7 separate regions of the Mus musculus genome follow, and all the other regions are linked to region 3. Evidence: chromatin contacts called from public ChIA-PET, Hi-C and HiChIP or PLAC-seq data. All regions are on one chromosome and are shown on one strand. The core of a region is the stretch at or near the end of the contact, and the rest is flanking DNA. Distances in the headings are between cores, read along the strand shown. Region 1 holds the start of Zfand3 (zinc finger, AN1-type domain 3). Region 2 holds the start of Def6 (differentially expressed in FDCP 6). Region 3 holds the start of Srsf3 (serine and arginine-rich splicing factor 3). Region 4 holds the start of Cmtr1 (cap methyltransferase 1). Region 5 holds the start of Rnf8 (ring finger protein 8). Region 6 holds the start of Ppard (peroxisome proliferator activator receptor delta). Region 7 holds the start of Rpl10a (ribosomal protein L10A).

Region 1 (2,828 bases), core at 313-2,812, 970 kb after region 3:
AACACTGTGGCGTTAAAGTTTTGTGATCATTGTCTTCCCTCAGTTGTACTGTTGCAAGGATTCTAAACTCAGTGTAATTCCTGGTTTTTAGGTATTTAGAGGCCATGAGAATGGATGTCAGCGGAAACAAACTCAGAGAATGCCCAAACTGATATAAAGGAAAGGAAAAGTACTATTTGGTAATAAAGTTAGTCTAAGTAATATTCTCTGGGGCTGGGTTCCCTTGGAGTTGAGAGGGTACATGGTAGCCTTCCCGTAAGTTCTGGACTTTTAAGTTGGCTCCAAACCCCTTAAGGTCAGGTCACTTCTCCAAGAGTTCTGGTGGACGTTTCTTTTGTGTTCAAATTAGTGATCGCTAGTGGACTATTCTGGTCACCGCTGACTGGAGAACAGAAAGAATTTAGGACTGTGGTAAGGAATATTAAAGAATTCTTTCAACGGCTCAAGTTTGGCCACTTATTAATGTCCAGTAGGGATCAAGTTAAATCTTCTCCCCCAAACCAACCATATTTACCCCAGGGAGGTTTTCCAAATCAAGATAGTGGGAGTGGACCTGGGGTACTCCAACTGAGGACATCAGAGGGGTGAAACACTTGGGCAAGTTCCTTCTGCCCCACGACTTGCTATCTAGAGATGTTCCTGAAATTCATTTATGGCAGGACGGAGGCCACTTTTCCGGGGGAACTGTCTGAGTGGGTTGGGAGTAGGGGAAATGGGAAGCGAGATTCTCCGGCGGCTGGCAGTTTGGGGAGGAACGCTTCGCGGCACTCATCAGGGGCGCGAGAACAGTGGCCTTGAAGACCCAGACGGCCAGCGGTGAACGCAGGACACCTAGGCAACTTCCGGGTTTGGAAACGCTCCACCCAGCTCTGGACAGACTACCAGGTCTCCAGGCGCATGCGCCGCCGCTCTGGGACCGACCCAAGTCACCCCAAACAACTAATTGGGCCCCCGGCCCGCTTGGGGCGTACCATTTGTCTCAGCTGGGGGGTGGAGGCAAAGCTCCCCCACAGGACTCTGAAACCCGCTCTCCTTCCTCAGCCAGGAGCGCAGGCTAGCTCTCGTAAAAGTCCTGGGAAGATGGAGGGCTGAGAGGCGGCTCGCACGAGGAACTCGGGAGGAGCACGCACCGCCCAGCCTCCGAGGCTCTGAACAAAGTGGCACGCCCGGATCCCAGCTGATCCGTCGGGCTCCGGCGGCGGCGGTGGCTCCCCCGGGCGAGACCATCGCGCCGCCTCGGGAGGGGTGTCCGCCTCGGGGAGGGGGCGGAGCGGCCATTGTCCGGTCAGCGCAGTCTACGGGGCGGGGGAGGGGATTACGGAGCGAGCGGGGGCCCGGGGCGTCACAGCCGGCCGCTGCGACTCCACTGCCGGCGGGGGCTACGGGTTCCTCCCCACCCAGCCCCGGACCCGCCAGCGCCGCCGCACGGGACAGCGCCGTGGCTGGGGGGCGGCGGAGAGAGCCGCCAAGGCCGCCAGATCTCCCCGGCTCGCACGGCCCAGCCCCTCCTCCGCAGCTCCCCTCCCTCTCCTCGCCGCGCCCCCCCCCTCCGCAGGCCGAGTGGTGCGGCCCGCCTCCAGCTGACCCGCCTGGAATCCCGGCTCGGAGCTCCGGACTCGCGCCCGCCTGCGCGCCCGCTCCCTCCCCCTCCCCCCGCCCCGCGCCCCCCGCCGCTGCCGCCGCCGCCTCCGCTTCCTCCGAGGGGGGCTCAGGCCCAGCCGCCGTCGCCTCCGAGCTCCGCCGCCGCCGCCGCCGAGCACCATGGGAGACGCCGGGAGCGAGCGCAGCAAAGCGCCCAGCCTGCCGCCTCGCTGTCCCTGCGGCTTCTGGGGGTAAGTGTGGGGGCAGGGGCGCGGGCTCGGGCCTCGGGGTGGCGGTGGGGACCCGAGGGAGGCCAGAGCCCCGGGAAGCTGGGCCGCGGAAGCCGGGCCTCGGGGGAGCGGGCGGGGACCGCGGCCTCGGCCTGAGGAGGGCTGCGGGAAGGGGACGCTGGTGGGGGGGGGGGGAGGAGGAAGAAGAGGAGGAATAGGAATAAGAGGAGCAGGAGGACCAGGACCGCTCGGGCCGCGCTACCCTCTGTGGGACTCGCTGGCCCGAGGCCGGCTTGGGGTGAGGGGCCACGGGTGAGCCGGAGGGACGAGGTGGCGGCGCTGGCACTTCTGACGGGGCAGGGTTGCCCCTTTTCCTTTTCCCTTGGCCTGTGGAGGCCAGTCCGCCTCCCCCTCATCTTGGTATGAGTTGGTGCCCAGCCATCAGGAGGGTATTTCCTCTGACTTTTTCACCTCCCCTCCTCCCTGCTGCTCCCCGGGAGATTTGCATCATCACTTCCTAAATTATATCTCAGTCCCCATTTGCTTTTAGGAAGCTGTTCACACGTCATACGTTTGAACAGATCCAGGGTCCAGAATTTGGGCTTGGGGTGTAAAGTTAAAAGGCATTGTTGAGGGTCTTACTTTTTAATCTAAAACATGTTTCAGGGAGTCTGTAAAATTACTCTGTCCAAAAAAACCCCTCCTCCACCACCACCACCACCACTACCACCACCACCACCACTATCACCATCATCACCACCATCATCATAACCACCAGCAACAACAAACAACAACAAGGAATCCCCCAAACAGATAAACACCCCTACCCAACTAAACCGAACCGAAAACAGAAACTTCTCAACAGAACCTCCAGCCAGCCTAGCTTGTGGAATGTGAGAGTTGCCTTCCTTCCTTGGCTCTCAAATTCTCTTTCCCTATTAAAAATTTTCTTTTTAAATGTTCACTACACAGAGTATAGAATTCCATGCCTCATTAGGGTGAGTTGGGGGAAGTTAC
Region 2 (2,765 bases), core at 39-2,538, 820 kb before region 3:
ATCTCTCTGTATGATGCTCTCATGAGCCCCCAGCCCCTTCCTGCTGACAGAGCCAGGAAATCAGGGACCAAGTGCATAAGATTATCCTCTCCTGGGACACCTAAGGAAGCCCTCATTTGCTGTTGCTCAGCTGGGATCTTTTCTCTCCTCCTCCTCCTCTTCCTCTCCTCCTCCTCTTCTTCCTCCTCCTCTTCCTCCTCCTCTCTTCCTCTTCCCCCTCTCCTCCTCTTCTTCTTCCTCCTCTTCCTCCTCCTCCTCCTTCTTCCTCTCTCTCTCTCTCTTCCTCTCTCTCTCTCCCCTCCCTTCCTCCCTCCCCCCTTCTGGGCTTTTTTATAGTTTGTTTTTGAGACAGAACTGTTCTTCATAGCCTAGGTGGTCTCAAACTCATCCCAAGGTTTTAGAACTCCAAGTGAGGAGCAAGTGGAGGGGCTGGGTATATGCCCCTGTGAGTGAGTAGGTGGATGGGTGGAGCACAACTCCAGAATTAGCTTCCACTGACTTCATTGAAATTTAATGGCCACCATGATCTGTGTGGGCATTGCATCTGAAGAAGTGGAGGCTGCTGAAGAGGGCTCTGCCCATGGCCTGCCCTGCCCCTGACTGGATTTCTGACGTGAGCCCCACTGTCAAGGTCACCCTGTGTGCCTAAATACAGGCTCTGGTGTCTTGAAAGCCATCAAGTACAAAGTGGGCAGTATTCTGAAGTTTCTTTTAGAGCCAAGGCCCGGGGAGGGGGAAACAGCAAACCAAACTGCCAAGGCACCCTGTCGTGGAGAAGCGGAGAAGCAGCTGGCTCTGTCCTTCCTCCGCTGGGTTGCTTTTGCTTGGGTAGAACTCTGCACTGAGCTTCTGCTGGGTGGCTCTAAAGAAATATCCTGTCCCGGGCCTACAGGGCCTACAGTTTTCTTTCTGTCCAGTCTCAGGCACCCACACAGCTCTGTGAGGTAGGAACGTACTAAGAGTAGACTGTTGGGGCTAACTCATCCAATCGCTTCCACTTGGTAAGCTTGACTCCTGATCCTGTGTCCCTCCAAGTCTGGAAGGGCCTGCTTCCTCTCTCTAGAGCTACCACTGGGAGCCTGGGAAGATCCTGAGGCAAGCAGGCTTCTAAAGTGACTATCTGTGCTGAGGGAGCCAGGGCCCAAAGGAGGGCTCCAGCTCTGGGAGGGTCAGCCCTGGAAGCAGAGCGTGGCGAGAGCAGCTGGCTAGGCCCTGGAAGCAAGAGGGAACAGGCAGGTGGAGCTCTCGCTCCGCTCTGCACCAGGGCCTCTCTGCGGTCTGCAGCCGTTTGCATTTCCTGAAACCGGATCTTGGTGTCAGAGCCGCCCCTGGGCCGGGGCGGGCGCCTCAGCCATGGCCCTGCGCAAGGAGCTGCTCAAGTCTATCTGGTACGCCTTCACTGCACTGGACGTGGAGAAGAGCGGCAAGGTCTCCAAGTCCCAACTCAAGGTGAGTGGCATCCTTGGGGCTCAGGGGAGGCTGACTCAACGTGCCAGCTCCCACCCCAGAGAGTCAGCCACGGAAGCCTTTGCTACTGGCAGACACCTTGCCATCCAGCAGCCCTGGCCCCGGGTGGAGCGCTGACGGGGCCACAAAGGCAGCGTAGCTCAGTGGATGCTCCCCAGAGGGCTCATGCCACCAGAAGCCACTGTCTAGAACCAAGTACCCTGACTGGACAGACAGTAGAGGTGGCATCACGAGGTTCCGAGATTGAGTAGCCAGGCCCCTTCCCGGGCTCCTTGTGGGTTCCCCAGCGTCATGCTTGGGCACGTACCCTGCTCCTCCCTGTGGCTTCCTCATGGCTTTGAAGAAAAACAGTTAGTGCTTGCCCTTGGCTCTGAGAGCCTCCTCCATTTGCAAAGCAAGCTGGCGACTTGAAGCAAGCGGTAATGTGGGCCACCTATCAGCGCAGGAACAGAACAGGTTGGGAGATTTATCTTATAAGACCTCGGGCTGAGGGTGTCGGGGAAGCCGGGTCTGAGAAAACCTCTTCCGTGACCACACACACACACACACACACACACACACACACTCTACTCACCCCCATCATCTTAAAACCATTAGGCCTGGACAGTTCCAAGGAGCGGAAGGAGCTCTCTCCTTCCTGGGTAGGTGTCTTCTTCCCAGGGGAGAATGTAGGAGAAACCAGCAGAAGTCTAGGCTGCTGGAGCCAGGGAGTGTTGGGCCAAGTGTCAGAGTAGCCTCAACCCTGCTAGGGATCCAGTCACTCTCTGTAAATACTTTACCTGGAGCACCACAGGAGGCTGTGTCTGCCTCCCACTCGCCCCTCAAGATCTGGGTATTTACAATTTCCACTGTTCACAACCATGATAGGAACCCTGGGAGGCAGATGGCACAGAACAGGCATGGCCCACCTCTGTCTCAACTCCGACATTGCTGAAGCTGGGTCCTATGAACTTAGAAGCTCTAGCCAGCTCCATCTACCCAGCTGAGCTGGCTTTCTGAGCATCTAATGACTAAGGTTCTACTGCCCCAGGAAAGAGAGTCCAGTACCACCTCTGGTTCCCTAGAGAGGCAAGGTTAGCCCTTCCCATGTCTGCCCAGCTCTCGTCACCGAGTTGAGTTCTGCCCAGAAAGAAAAACAGGTCATCCAGACACCAATCCTGTAGAAACTGTGCCCCCCCCCCCCACACACACACCTTCCCCCAAACCCTGTCTCTTTAGTACTCCACCACATGGCTTCTTGCTCCCAAGATACTATGTTCCATCTCTGTGACTTCTGACCCCTCTCCAGGCTCTCTGTG
Region 3 (2,700 bases), core at 19-2,518:
TTTAGATACATCAGATTTTTTGTTGTTTTTCAGAAAGTATCTCAAGAAGTTCTTTCTGGCCTAGAACTCACTAAATGTATGAACATAAAGTTCGACTCCTGTTCCCTTGGGCCAAGAGCTGAGATTATGAGGCAGGGAGGAGAGGAAAAAGACAAAAGGACGTTCAAATGAGCCCCATTACTACTATACTAGGCATGTCTAACCCAGAAAGAAAAAAAAAGATCTAGAAGGAAATGAAGTTTTGCTAGAATCTTCTGAAGGTCACAACAAAAACAGGTTTAACAACTGTAGCCTGCACCACAACTCCCTTAGGGGAACAAAAGCATTAGAGTTGTGTCTGAAAAACTGGTTAATATTTTGACCTTTCTTGGAAGCAGAAACAACTAAGTCTCCCCAATAAATCAGAGTAGCCTGAGGGGGGCCAGGCCGAGGATACGTCTGGGAGCTGGAGGCAAACGATGTGGCTTGTCAAACGAGGGTATTCAGCTATCCTGGGGTCTGTGTGTAGAGGCCCAGGGAGACCCACAGGTCTGGCAGCCAGAGCAAAGCCCTTACAAAGGCCGCAGGTGCCCCTCCTAGCATCTGCATGGCGGAGCTGCGTGCTCAGAGCGTAAAGGCAACCTATGCAAAACCTTGCTCTCCTCCTGGGAAAGTGAGCCCTGTGACCGTTTGTCTTGTTTTTTTTTTTGTTTTTTCATGCAGCCTCATCAAGTCGCATTTGCCGCGCGCGCGGTTTGGGCGAGGCGGGAAAGCGAAAGTTGAGCAAACTTTGCAGGCTCTACCCTGCATCGGGGCGCAGACCGGGCACCGTGGGGTACCAGTTAAGTCGCCCAAGCTCGGTGACCTTGAGAGCGACTATAAGGCTCCTTAGTCTGCGATGGATGCCCCACAACGAGGAAGCAAGCGTCCATGTTTCACTCTGACCCGAGCCCGCGGCTGCAGCCGCCATCGCCCGGGATTAATGGCGGCAGAGTCTGGACAGCTTTATTCGGCTGCAGCCTAGGCGGAAGTGGAGGAGAGGGGGCGTCTGCGCGGCTCGCGGGGATGGCCGGGCCGAGCGCCGCATCTGCGGGACAAGCCGGCACGCGGCGACGAGCTCGCGCCACCGCGCGTACCCCACCCACCTGACGGAACGGCCGGCGCGCGCTCCCAGTAACCGCGGTTTCTCGCAGCGTTTGTAGCGCTTACGTCACAGCCTGCGCCGCCTCTGATTGGGTGATCTGGTCAGGTCATGTGGCAGAGCAGGGTGCTATAAATAGGGCGAGGGGACGGTGGTGGTCCGCCATTTCGTGACGCCGCGAGACCGAGAATCTGTAGGAGCAGAACCAGAGGGAAGCGGGTGGGCCTGTCGGAGCGTTAGGATTTGAGCTTGGGCCTTTTGAACCCAGGATCTCGGTAAGGGACCGGCGAACGGAGGGAGGGAGGTGGAGGGAGGGAGGTGGAGTTCCGCAGACTCGAGGTGGGGCCGGGCGCAATGGCGGCACCAGATTGAGACAAAGGGGCGCCGCCGCCATTTTGTGACTTTCGGTCCCGGGCGGCGGCTGGGGCCCCGGGCAATGTTGAAGATGCTTCCAAGTCTGTAAATCCCGGACTTAATCTTTTGTCCTTTGGAGGAAGGCTCGGAGAGGGATTGCTCCAGGCTGGGGTGTGGCCGGCGTGTGTGTGTGTGTGTGTGTGTGTGTGTGTGTGTGTGGGGTAGATCTCTAAATGAATTCTCCACGTCGCGGCCTTTAGTTTGATGGCGCCTTTTTCTTCCTTGCTCCTGGTTTTCTTGGTATAGTGTCTTGAGGACTTTGTATATATTTTTTAAGACAGGTCTTTTCGTATTTACTGAGCCCCTACAGTCTCATCTTTTTTTTATGCCGACTTGGTGTTTGCTTTAAAAATCTTTTCTAATGAGGCTGCGTTTCTTAATGTAAATCATAGTTCACTTTGAGTTGGGTTTTTCTTTGACCTATTTGCTTTTAACAGGTGTGAAAACCGGGGATGGATGAGTTTCATTTGTCTTTTTGTTTGTTTTTTTAATTTTCGCGGAATGGCTTGGTCGCTCAACTGAGTCTTGGGCACAGGGTGGGGTCACGGCAAAATAGGGTTAAATTTTTTAGTTTGATAATAGTCGGTTTGAACATTATGGTGTATAGTAGGGAAGACACTTAAATGGCTTATTAAGTAGGGTTTTCATTTCGGAAGTGTGAAGTTGAAGACTTACTGAGTGTATGTCCTCAAGGTTGTATGTTGTATGTCCTTTTAGTAAAGATTCTTTTACGCAGGAGTTTAGGGTGCACGGTGCAGGCCACTACATGCCTAGCAGACCTCAACATTTACTTTTATGCACTTTTTACTAAAAGACGGGGGGTCACTAGCAAACTTCATAACTGTCATTCCTCTAGCCTGTTGAGCCACAAGCATGCTTGCCTTCCTAGCTATGATAGTTTTGTTGTGGAACCTTTGTGTGGTTCCAAGATATTTATTTTTGTTTGTTCCTGAGACAGTTCTTGCTGTAAATCAGGCTGGCTGTCTTGGTTTACTCAACTTTTTTAGATCTGGTCTCCAACTCATCATTTCCCTCCTCCTTCAGAGTGCTGGGATCAAAGGTGTGTGTGTGTGCGTGCGCACACCACCTTCCTGATGCACTTAGTTTTTGAGACAGGGTAAGTTATGCTTCAACTTCTGCATTCCTTTTTCTGTAGTGCCGGCCTT
Region 4 (2,700 bases), core at 189-2,688, 630 kb after region 3:
TATGCATGTGGCATACATACATACGTGCATGAAGGACACGCATACACATAAAATAAAAATAAAATCCTTTTTTTTTTTAAAAAAAGCAGCATTATGGGAGAACATATGTTGACATTTGAAGTCTCGGGGTTTAAGAGACAAACGCAGCTGAGAATGTCCAACAAAGTTATATTGGTCTGAAAATGGGAAGAGGAGTTAGAGTTACAGCCCATCTCAGTGCATATGGTCAAATGCCACAGATGCCATTATTTCTTTTAGTCTGAGGCATTGAGAATCAGATCTAGGATCTGGTGTGTACCGGACGAACAGTCTTGACACTGAGCTATGCCTAGTCCAATGTTAAATATGTCCTATGGAACAGGAACAGGTCTTTGACCTTGGCCAGTTTGTGTCTCTGACTGTATTCTTTTTTGTTGTTGTTGTTGTTTGTTTTGTTTTTCGAGACAGGGTTTCTCTGTGTAGCCCTGGCTGTCCTGGAACTCACTTTGTAGACCAGGCTGGCCTCGAACTCAGAAATAGGCCTGCCTCTGCCTCCCGAGTGCTGGGATTAAAGGCGTGTGCCACCACGCCCGGCTCCTCTGACTGTATTCTTAAATCTATATAATGACGATACTGTAGTAAGCTACCAAACTAGTTACGCCATGTTGTGAAACACTTTCTAGGATTTTTTTTTCCCACTTTCCAAGTCAGGGTCTTACAATATATCCCTGGCTGTCCTGGAAGTAGCTATGTAGACTAGGCTGGCTTCGAACTCACAGAGATATGCCTGTCTCTGCTTTCTGAGTGCTGGCATTAAAGGTGTTCGACACTACCACCTAGCTCCTAAGAATACTTTCATTGCTAAAACTATTTTGGGCAAAAATTCGTCTCCGGTCACTTCGACCAGTCATTAAATCTTATGCTAAACTGGTCTCTTGATCAGCCATAAATTTCTATACCATGTGATTGTGATTCTGACCTAAAGGTTAACTGCCTGACCATTTAATTGTTATCACTCTGCTTCTGAAAAGAAAAAAAAAGCAATGTTTGCTTGTTGCACATGTTTGGAGCTGCCTTTCTGTATACATCACAGTTGCAGTCCTTGTCTTTAAAATGTCGAACAAACTGGAGGTCCGAGGGTGCTTCCCGCTCCTCTGCCTGAGACAGCCCCACCGGTGGTAATAAATAATAAAGACTCCACATGATTTATTAAGACATCTTGGGAGTTTTCCTTCTTCAGGTAATCCATAACAAGATGAATAAACTGAGGTGAAGTATTGATTTCCCTTCTTTAGGGCGAGAGTAGACAAGGGTTATTTTCCTAGTGGCTTTTCTCTGCCCCCCCATTCTTTCGCGGTCCCCCTTCCGCGCAGGCGCCTCGGGTCCTGCGCGCTGTGCGACCTGGGCAGTTCCCCAGGGCCAAGCCTGAGCCCAGCGGGGGCGGGGCTGGCGGGCTCGTGACGTTATCAAGCGGCGCCGCCCGCGGGGCGGGTTCCGAGCGCGACCGCGCAGCTAGCCGGCCCTGCGAGGAAAACGAAAGTGAGGGAGGAGGAGGTTGCAGGGCCAGCCTGGGCGGCGACAGTGGCGGCCTGGTCCCTCGTCTCCGCTCGCCGGCTACTCGCCCCATCCCCTCAGCGTGAGTGCAGGCGCGCGGCCCCGGGGGTGCGAGCGGGCGGGCGCACGGGCACAGCATCCTTCCCCTGCGGCGGCCGCTTTGCCCGCTTTCGGGTAGCCTCTCTCTGCTCCTGCCCCCTGTCTTGTCCCCAGCAACCTCTCGGAGCCGAGGTTGCCGCTGCTGCTGGTCGCCGCGCACACAGTATCACACCTGACGTTTCCAAAGGAGAAGCTCCGTCGGGGAGATGGCGTTCCCTTCTTTCCCCTCTGCATACGGGGGTTAGCAGCGCTTAGAAGTGCCTGGTCACAGCGCGTCTGCCATTGTAGGTCACTCGATAGCCCTTTGGCCTTCCCCTGGCCGAGGAAATGAGAGGATTGGCTTGGATTCCCTGCGAGGCCCCAGTCGAAGGTGCTGTGGTGGAGGGGGACGTTCGTATCTGCCGCCTTGCCCTTCTACAAAGCTGTTTCCTGTTCTCTCACTTGCCCCATCGCAGACCACACTGAGTTCCCAGTGGCACCCCCCACCCCCGCTTCACCCACACCCACCGGGACGACTTAAGAGTTAAATGAGACCCATTTTATGTGCTGTGAAGCCTCAGCGATGAGCTTTCCAGTAGGCTCACCTATCTGTGATGTCAAGTAAAAATGTGGCTCCTCGGGCCTGGCTTTCTGTTGGCTCAGTCGCCTGGCTTTCCTGCTTTCCTCTAATAGGCACTGCTACTGTCACTTAGGAAATTGCCACCTGAGATTGGGATGATCGTACATTGGGTCCACAGGTTCATCCTCGGGCTGGAAATACGGAAACCTTTTGCTAGGTTTCAAGGGGAGGGATTGCTATATCCCTTCAAATTCCATTACTTTCTTACCTCGACTGCTGATGCTCATTCTCCCTCCACCCCAGCAAATATTTTGAAATAAGTTGAACTGGCTCTGATTTTCATAGACAATATTGAGTATCAGTTCATAGTCAAAACAACACATGGTCTTAAAACTATATGTCTGACTCAAACGCCAGAGAAGTCTGTTCTTGTATCCCAGCGTCCCTGTTCCCCAAAGATACCAGTGTACCTCCAACTTTTAAGTCTTTTCTCTTTTCTGAGTTCTTTG
Region 5 (2,700 bases), core at 66-2,565, 580 kb after region 3:
AAACCGAACCAAAACAATCCATAAAAATAATAAACTCCAGTTCCAGGGGATCCAACAACCTCTTCTGGTTTCTGCAGCCATTGGGCATGCACTTGGCTCAGAGACATACATGCAGGCAAAACATGTACACATATATCTTTTTTTTATTTTTTTTAAGATTTATTTATTATATGTAAGTACACTGTTGCTGTTTTCAGACACACCAGAAGAGGGCACCAGATCTCATGATCTCCTTTCGGGTGGTTGTGAGCCACCATGTGGTTGCTGGGATTTGAACTCAGGATCTTCAGAAGAGCAGTCCGTGCTCTTAACCGCTGAGCCATCTCTCCAGCCCATACACACATATCTTAAACACCCAAACTTCAGCGTGGAGAGAGAAGGGAGAGTTTCATCTCCCTAGCCCCTTCAAGCCCATTTCCATTCCTTCTGTACCCTGTATGAGCCCCAGGTAATGCGATCCATCTCTACAGATTTGCCTGGTATAATTTTTAAAGATTCAGAAACAAAATGAGGTCATGAAAAACAAATAGATGCTAAATAGGAATAGACTGAATCAACCTTAAAATGATCAGACTTTTCTAAATCACTCAAAAGTGGGTTATAATGGGGTGGAGGTATAATTTAGCTACAGAGTACATCCTTGGCTGTGTGTTCAATGTTCAGAATCTCCTACTCCCAACCCAAAGTAGGCTATAGTTCTCAATAAAATGGTTATGGCCGTCATCACCGTGTTATAAAGCAATTTTTGTTTGTTTTGTAGACACGGTCTCATATCCCAGGCTGGCCTCTAACTCACTGCATAGCGGTAGATGCCCTTGAACTCCTCATCCTCCACCACACTCTGCCAAAGGAAAAAGGGGTGGGATACAAATAAAGGTTCAGGTTCATTGCTGCTGGATCTGGGGTACTGGCTTTGGAGAGCGCAGAGAGGAAAGAAGGTATTGGGAAAGTCATTATTATACTCACGAACCCAAGGAAAGAGAGTGTTTCTGTTGTTTACTATAATTTTTAATCTATAACTTTTAAGTGTTTATTACTCTGCGCGCACACAGGCGCGCGCGCACACCCACACCCACCCGCTAGGGTGCGCATTTGGAAGTCAGAGGCCAATTTGAAAAGTCAGTTTTCCCCAGCCACCATATAGGTGAAGCCTGAGCATCGTCTCCACGCTTGCCAGCAAGTAGCTTTACTCGTTGAGCCATCCTCCAAGTCCTAAAATCTATGCTTTAGTTTAGGATTTTGTCCGCAGCAGACGTTACGCTCGTCCTTCTTCAGGCTCACACCTGCGCACTTCCCGCCCGCCTCCCGCTGCGCACGCGCACTGCCCGCCTTCCCAGGCCTGGGGCGGGCCCGCGCTCTCAACGCGGTCGATCCCCGGGCGATTGCTTCTGTCTTGTGTGTAGATTAAGTTGCGCGAGAGGAACCTCGGAGGCGGCCGGAGCTCAGGCTAGAGGTTGGCTGGTTGCTGAACGCTGCCCCAGTGCCGGTCGGGCCATGGGCGAGCCCGACCCCTTGGTCTCGGGGCAGCTCGCGGCCCGCCGGAGCTGGTGCTTGCGGCGGCTGGGGATGGACTGCGAGTGGCTGCAGCTGGAGGCTGGGACTGAGGTGAGGGCGAGAGGCCTGGCGAGCTGCGGGAGCGGGGGAAGGCCGCGCACACCGGTCGGCGGGGAGGCGCCGAGGCAGCGGGCTCCGGCCACCTCAGGGCCCGGAGGGACCGGGCCGCGAGGCCAGGCGAGTCCGCGGCTTGAGGCCCGAGCTGGAGGGCGGCTGCGCGGGAGCGGGACCCGTGCCGGAGCCGCTGTAACGGACGCGGGCCTCCCAGCGAGGAGAAGGATGGGGTCGAGAACAGGCACTGTCCCAGTTAAGGGTCTATCAGAGACGGAGAAACTGAGGCAGAGGCGTCCCCACTGATTCCTAGGAGTGGCGAACCTGTCTAGGGAGTCTGAAGATGGACGCCTGGAAGGCTGCGGAGGGCGTGGACTCTCTGGAGTTGATTTTAAGTGTGATCAGGAGTTTAAGGGTAGCATGCCTAAACCCCTCGAACTGTAATACTGAAAATAAAAGTCTTCCATTCCATCTCCGAGGGGAACTGGAGCGTCGGGGTGGGCCACTCCTGAAGTGGGTCAGCCTTCTCTCCAGAAACTGCTCACAATGTAAAGCTGACTTAAAAGGCCGGTGCTGGGGATTGAACGCAGGGTCACAGAACTTGGAAGGCAAGGACTCTACCAAATGAGCTGTATCTGCAGCTCCACAAACGCAAAATTAGAAACAAAGACAAAGTGGGAGGAACAGTTCTAAGTGGGGGAGAGGTGCTGGGTGCTGTTGTGGGCTTTCAATCCTTGCAGTCTGCTCTGGAAGCAGAACTGGGTCAGGGATGCGCTTGCAATGTAGAATCCTTGAGGTTTTGGAAAGCCTGTACAGTACTGAATGTTGGTCATGTGTACTGGCTGGTCTTTTGTCAACTTGGCACACAAACCAGAGTCCTCTGAAAAGAGGGAAACTTAATTGAGCAAATGTCTCCATAAGATCCAGCTGTAAGGCATTTTCTTAATTAGTGATTGATAGGGGAGGGCCCAGCCCATTGTGAGTGGGGTTGTCCCTTGGCTGGTGCACCTGTGTTCTATAAGAAAGCAGGCTGAACAAACCAGTCAGCAGCACCCCTCCATGGCCTCTGCATCAGCTCCCGCCTCCAGGTTCCTG
Region 6 (2,710 bases), core at 34-2,533, 800 kb before region 3:
GCTAAGGATGCACTGTAAGGAGTGCCAGACCGGGCAGAGGTGACCTTTAATGGCGGTGTGGAGGAGGGAGGTGCCTGCTGACTTTCCTGCCAGCCAAGTTTTGTTCATTCTAGGATGATGAAACCAGCCAGTGACAGATTGCCTTCTGGCTACATACTCTCTGTGGTATATGATGAGTTGGGGTGACAGGCAAGCCCAGGTACAGAGTTCTTGTCTTGTCTGGTCCCTGACATCCAGCGACAGAAATCTCAAGTGGGAGAAAAGTTCTTTTAAAATTTGTTTTCTATTTGGCTTCACAAGGCCTATAAGCACAGGCTGGCCCAAAACTTTCTCCATTGCTAAAAATGACCTCAAACGGGTCCTCTACCTCCTGAGTGCTGGAGTTAGAGTGCCATCATGCCTTCCAGATCTTTCTTTTTTCTTGTGTGGGTGTATATGAAAGTGCACATGCGGTGTGTAGAGATTGGAAGATAACCTTCAGGAGGCAGTCCCAGGGACTGAACTCAAGTCTTCAGGCTTGGAGACAAAGCGATGACCCGTTGAGCCATTGAACTAGCCACCAGTTAAAAAATTGGGGGTGCTGAAGAGATGCTTCAGTGGTGAAGATCGCGCTTGCTACTCTTGAAGAGGCTCGCTTCCCAGCATCTACATGGAAGTTCTCCATTGTAACTCCACTTCCAGGGGATCCAACGCCTTCTTCCAGACTCTGCAGGCACTGAACGCACATGGTGCAGAGACAGACATGCAGACAAAACACTCTGACATATAAAAATAGATATTTTGTAAAACGTATGCGTCTGTATTTTCATTCCCAAGTCTCCCACCATATGCCTCTCCCAAGCGCCTCTGAAAATTACAGTTTGCCTCTATTCCTTCCCCCACCGCCCTTAGCTTTGCTTCTTGCTTCAAACCACACAAGTCTATGCCTAGTTTCTTCTCAGGAAGAGTGAGGAGGTTGTATTAGATGACCTCCACCTTCTTTCCGCGCTTTAAAGCTTTAAATATCGTTTCGTGAGGCTTGCTTTGACCAGCCCTAACTTCTCCCCAGCGCTTTCCTCAGCTGCTGCTCCCACGTCTGACTGCAGAGGGCGCTGCAGACGCGCCAGGGCAGCTGTGCAGTGGGCGGAGCGATGGCTGTCAAAGGAGTGGCTCCAGGCGGCGCGGCGATTGGCTACTGCTATGGCGGAAGGGGGCGGGGGCGAGTGCTTAGTTGTGGGGGAGGGAGCCAGCGGCGCGGTGACATCACGGGGCTGGGGGCGGCGCCGGGGCTGGGAGCGTGTGACGCCGCAGGCCGCGGCGGACCTGGGGATTAATGGGAAAAGTTTTGGCAGGAGCTGGGGGATTCTGCGGAGCCTGCGGGACGGCGGCAGCGGCGCGAGAGGCGGCCGGGACAGGTCCGTGCGGATCGGGAGAGGCCAGCGCGGCCCGGGCTGAGGTGGATGGTGGGGTCAGGGGCTCCGAGAGCCGCTTTCCGCGCCTCTGCGGCTCGTCTATGCTCGGCTTGCGCGCTGAGGAGCCACCGCTGGGGTCTCCACCGCAGGGACCCCTGTGGTTGCTCGGAGCCGGCCTCCCTCCCTCCTCCCACCCACCCTGATCCCTCTAAAGCCCCGTGGCTTCATCTCCTCTCAATTCCAAAGAACCCCATGTCACCTCCCTTCTGACCCCCTTTCTGAGCGCCTCCCTTGCTGTCCCGCTACCCAGGCCCTCCTTGGAGATCCTTCCTGCCTCCCTCGATAGCCTTCCATCCTTGCCCTGTCGGTCAGTGCTCTCCTCCTCTCTGACCCGTTTTCGGGTTGCCCTATCCCTCCCCATCTTCTTTAGGATGTTGTGAGCCAGTCCGGTTTATCCGAGCCCCTTCTATCCTGGCTACCGGCAGAGGCCCCACTTAGGCTCAGCTCTCATCTCCTGTCCTTTTCACCTCCTGTCACCCGACTGCCTCGCTTCTAGTTTTTTTTTTTTTTTTTTTTATGCCTCTGCTTGAGGAGAACCCAGAGGTGCACGATAGGCTTCCGTTTCACCTTCAGTTGAGCTGGGAGTGGGGTGTTGAGCGCCAGCTTGACCAGATTTGTTCGGGTCACAGGTTTCACTGGGTGTTGTATTGGGAGGGATGGCCAGTTGGTAGGCCCTCGTAATCTCAGCTTTATAATACTTCCCCTTTATGAGTCTGTTGACTTCCAGGAACCCTTGGGGGAGACGGCTCTGAGTTGGGTGTGTGCCAGGGGTAGCCAGAGGCTTCATATAACTCTTTTCACCCTTTCAGGAAACAGGACTCATTTGGGATATTATGGAATGTATTTAAACCATGATACGGTGCCTTCCACGCACTGCCCTTTTCCATACAGCTAAGAGCAGAAGCTATGCCCTTGGTTTTTTTTTTTTTTTTTTTTAAAGATTTATTTATTATATGTAAGTACACTGTAGCTGTCTTCAGACACACCAGAAGAGGGTGTCAGATCTCGTTACGGATGGTTGTGAGCCACCATGTGGTTGCTGGGATTTGAACTCCGGACCTTTGGAAGAGCAGTCGGGTACCTCTTACCCACTGAGCCATCTCACCAGCCCTGCCCTTGGTTTTAAACTTGGTTTTTCCTCCCTGTACTGGCTCTAGAATGTTTGCTTACAAGTTACATTTATTTATTTCTGTGGGGTGTGGATGTGGGGTGGGGTGTAGGTCAGAGCACAGCTTACTGGAGTTGGGAGGTGGCTCTCT
Region 7 (2,700 bases), core at 112-2,611, 700 kb before region 3:
TTGTTTTCATGCTGAGCCGGAGTCTTAGGCCTGCTAGAACTCTGAACTCTGTCTTCAGCTGCAGCAAAGGTTTGGACTGGGATCTGAGGGATGTCTAACCCACCATGGGCTGAAAAGACACAGGGTGCCTGCTGCAGACCTGTGTGACATCTGTATTTCCACAGCACCTCACTCAAAAAATATTTAGCACACAGCTGGGCACGGTGGCACACACCTTTAATCCTGGAACTCAGGAGATCGAGGCAGGCAGATCTCTAATTTCAAGGCCAGCCTGGTTTACAGAGCGAATTCCAAGAGAGTCGGGGCTATGCCAAGAAACAAAAATTTGCCAAACTGATGTGACTGAATTAGCCTGAGAAAGTTCATGACAGCATCCTCCTACCTTAGCCCTGCAGTGGGTGGGGAACTGAGGTTTCTGGGTGCTTCTGAGTCCCTGTTCCAGGGAGGCAAGGAGGTCAGTCCAGTGAGAAGGTCTGGCTTTTGAGAACAAGCTGAATCTGACTACAGAAGCAAGGGGAACAATGTCTAAGAGACAGACGTCAGCCGCTCACCATGTTGATGGCCTTTAGAGTGTGGATGGCACTTGCAGCTTCAACCTGCCTGCTCTGCTCTGACCCTGTGGGAACCTGCTTCATCCTGCCTGCTGTTTGCTGTGTGTGTGCTCAGGCGAGATGAGCTATTCGTAGGTCTGCTCCCTGGAAATGGTGGGTGCTGGCTACATCTGTGATTTGTTCCCAGAGAGGGTGACATGCCTCCAAATGAGTCACTCCAGATCTGGAGGCTCCCTGCAAACGCTCCTTGACCCGGCGCCTCTCTATTAACTGCGAAGACCGGGGTCAAGTAACAAGAACGACTTTGTTTGAAATGCCAACTAATTGAGACAGGACAGGGGCATTTGTCCAAAGTCCACCTTGCCCGGAGGCTGAATCAGGGGCGGTTTATACAGATGGCCAGGATAGACTGGTGGGCGCCTCCTCCCAGGTGGAGGCTTAGGCTTAAGCCAGGCACATCTGATCCTAATCTAGTCACAAGGCGCTTTCCCGTTCTGCAGATCTCAGCAAGGGTCATTTCCTCAAGCTATTCCTGTCATCCATGCCTCTGCCCACATGCGGTGGCCGGACCATTGCACAATGCACGGCTAGAGGGGGCGGCTGCCCAGTGGCTCTGCGGGGCTCATCACCAAATTAGGCGATGACGGAGACCGGTTCTGCCGGGGACTGGAAGTCATGGGGCAGGCAGAAGATAGAAAGCAGGGAGAAATCCAATCCCAGGGCCCGGCTTCAGCCCTTGTCCCAATGCAGGACTGCCTGCTGCTCCTAGAGCGGTTCTCACGGTGCAGCCGCGTGGTGGCGCCCCCCCAGCGGCCGCAAACTGCAGCGCCTCTCCGGCTTGGCTGAGCGCGGAACGTGCCCGTAACGGGCAACTCTCGCGAGAACGCGGGCTCTATTTGAGCGCATGCGCAAAGCGCTCTGCCTTCTTTCCGGTTTCCGCGGCAGCCGCAGCCATGAGGTAAGTTGTTATCGTGGCGCTATCCGCCGCCATCCGTGCACCCACACGCCCGCGGACGCCCCGCGGCCCGTCTCGGAGGCTCTCCCGGCGACTGCCCCGCGTCGCGAGCCTTTCCCCAGCGTGCCGTGGGCCTGTCATCGGGCCCGGGGTGCAGCATGGCCGGCCCCGAACGCCTTCGCTTCTCCCCAACAGCAGCAAAGTCTCACGCGACACCCTGTACGAGGCGGTGCGGGAAGTCCTGCACGGGAACCAGCGCAAGCGCCGCAAGTGAGCGCGGGCCTCCCTCCCGGGGCAGGGCGAGCATCCCCGGCCATGGCGACCCTGGCTCACAGCTCCCCTCTCGCTCAGGTTTCTGGAGACGGTGGAGCTGCAGATCAGCCTGAAGAACTACGACCCTCAGAAGGACAAACGTTTCTCGGGCACCGTCAGGTTGGCACCGCTCTAACCCCACCCAGCCCTCAGTGTTCCCGTGTGGCCTGGCCGCGCCCTAGGCGGGCACGGGGACACTGACGTGCCAGGGTAGTTCAGGAGCCCTGCTGCAGGCAGGCAGGCTGGACGGACCCCCACCCTGGGTCTTAAAACAAGAGGGGAGGCGTGGGGAGGCCTCGGCCGAGCCCGCCGCCTAGCCTGAGAAGCCAGGCTAGTGTTGCCCAGAGCTCCGGGTAAGGCTTGCCGCTCCCTGCCATGCGTTCAGATCTAGCGGGATGGCCAGCGCCGACCATGACCTGTTCTGTTTTCTCCCCTCCCAAACGCAGGCTCAAGTCCACCCCACGCCCCAAGTTCTCGGTGTGCGTTCTGGGGGACCAGCAGCACTGTGATGAAGCCAAGGCCGTGGATATCCCCCACATGGACATCGAGGCGCTCAAGAAGCTTAACAAAAACAAGAAGTTGGTCAAGAAGCTGGGTAGGTGGGGCTCACTAGGGCTGAACACAACCCATGACCCCCTGCCCAGGAGTGGCAGCACACATTGGGCTTCACAACCAGTTAGAAAATGCCCCACAGGCTGGTCTGATACTCCCCTCTCGCCAGTGTGTGCAGTTGACTCATAGCCAGCTATTGGTTTGGGTTTCAAGTCTTTTCAGTTAACAACCTATCGAGGGAGGGGTCACAAGTGTCTCCCACGTGTTAGCCTCCATGGTAGCCCCTGTCTCCGCATACATTTTGGGAATAGTTATCCACTGTGAGCTAGG

The links. A called contact is a pair of places that touch in the nucleus more often than the background predicts. ChIA-PET counts read pairs in DNA pulled down with a chosen protein or histone mark. HiChIP or PLAC-seq counts read pairs in DNA pulled down with a chosen protein or histone mark.
Region 1: a contact with region 3 is called in an RNA polymerase II ChIA-PET map of memory CD8 T cells, with 16 read pairs. The contact joins the promoter of Zfand3 here to the promoter of Srsf3 in region 3. A contact is called at or near these places in 2 of 115 datasets of contacts at active chromatin or transcription factors (memory CD8 T cells and pancreatic cancer cells).
Region 2: an RNA polymerase II ChIA-PET map of effector CD8 T cells shows a contact between it and region 3, with 6 read pairs. The contact joins the promoter of Def6 here to the promoter of Srsf3 in region 3. A contact is called at or near these places in 1 of 484 Hi-C or Micro-C datasets (CD8 T cells) and 3 of 115 datasets of contacts at active chromatin or transcription factors (effector CD8 T cells, memory CD8 T cells and pancreatic cancer cells).
Region 4: an RNA polymerase II ChIA-PET map of memory CD8 T cells shows a contact between it and region 3, with 30 read pairs. The contact joins the promoter of Cmtr1 here to the promoter of Srsf3 in region 3. A contact is called at or near these places in 1 of 39 promoter capture datasets (erythroid cells) and 2 of 115 datasets of contacts at active chromatin or transcription factors (effector CD8 T cells and memory CD8 T cells).
Region 5: an RNA polymerase II ChIA-PET map of memory CD8 T cells shows a contact between it and region 3, with 58 read pairs. The contact joins the promoter of Rnf8 here to the promoter of Srsf3 in region 3. A contact is called at or near these places in 3 of 115 datasets of contacts at active chromatin or transcription factors (bone marrow-derived macrophages, effector CD8 T cells and memory CD8 T cells).
Region 6: a Hi-C map of B cells shows a contact between it and region 3, with 7 read pairs. The contact joins the promoter of Ppard here to the promoter of Srsf3 in region 3. A contact is called at or near these places in 1 of 484 Hi-C or Micro-C datasets (B cells) and 1 of 115 datasets of contacts at active chromatin or transcription factors (memory CD8 T cells).
Region 7: a contact with region 3 is called in a FOXA1 HiChIP or PLAC-seq map of pancreatic cancer cells. The contact joins the promoter of Rpl10a here to the promoter of Srsf3 in region 3. A contact is called at or near these places in 2 of 115 datasets of contacts at active chromatin or transcription factors (memory CD8 T cells and pancreatic cancer cells).

Annotation. Positions count from the first base shown.
Region 1 is chr17:30,003,477-30,006,304 of GRCm38.p6, forward strand. Zfand3 (zinc finger, AN1-type domain 3) reads left to right here and starts at 1,563. Exons shown (of 6, transcript NM_001356265.1): 1 at 1,563-1,832. The coding sequence starts at 1,762.
Region 2 is chr17:28,206,490-28,209,254 of GRCm38.p6, forward strand. Def6 (differentially expressed in FDCP 6) reads left to right here and starts at 1,289. Exons shown (of 11, transcript NM_027185.3): 1 at 1,289-1,449. The coding sequence starts at 1,354.
Region 3 is chr17:29,031,392-29,034,091 of GRCm38.p6, forward strand. It overlaps Srsf3 (serine and arginine-rich splicing factor 3), which reads left to right and starts at 1,269. Exons shown (of 6, transcript NM_013663.5): 1 at 1,269-1,395. Gm16196 (a long non-coding RNA gene) reads right to left here and starts at 1,232. Exons shown (of 3, transcript XR_876716.2): 1 at 1,125-1,232.
Region 4 is chr17:29,659,157-29,661,856 of GRCm38.p6, forward strand. It overlaps Cmtr1 (cap methyltransferase 1), which reads left to right and starts at 1,439. Exons shown (of 24, transcript NM_028791.6): 1 at 1,439-1,615. The region is part of intron 7 of Gm28043 (predicted gene, 28043); the gene reads left to right.
Region 5 is chr17:29,613,474-29,616,173 of GRCm38.p6, forward strand. It overlaps Rnf8 (ring finger protein 8), which reads left to right and starts at 1,316. Exons shown (of 8, transcript NM_021419.2): 1 at 1,316-1,605. The coding sequence starts at 1,495. It overlaps Gm28043 (predicted gene, 28043), which reads left to right and starts at 1,316. Exons shown (of 28, transcript NR_132314.1): 1 at 1,316-1,605.
Region 6 is chr17:28,231,471-28,234,180 of GRCm38.p6, forward strand. Ppard (peroxisome proliferator activator receptor delta) reads left to right here and starts at 1,284. Exons shown (of 8, transcript NM_011145.3): 1 at 1,284-1,394.
Region 7 is chr17:28,327,110-28,329,809 of GRCm38.p6, forward strand. It overlaps Rpl10a (ribosomal protein L10A), which reads left to right and starts at 1,362. Exons shown (of 6, transcript NM_011287.2): 1 at 1,362-1,509; 2 at 1,702-1,776; 3 at 1,858-1,938; 4 at 2,265-2,413. The coding sequence starts at 1,505.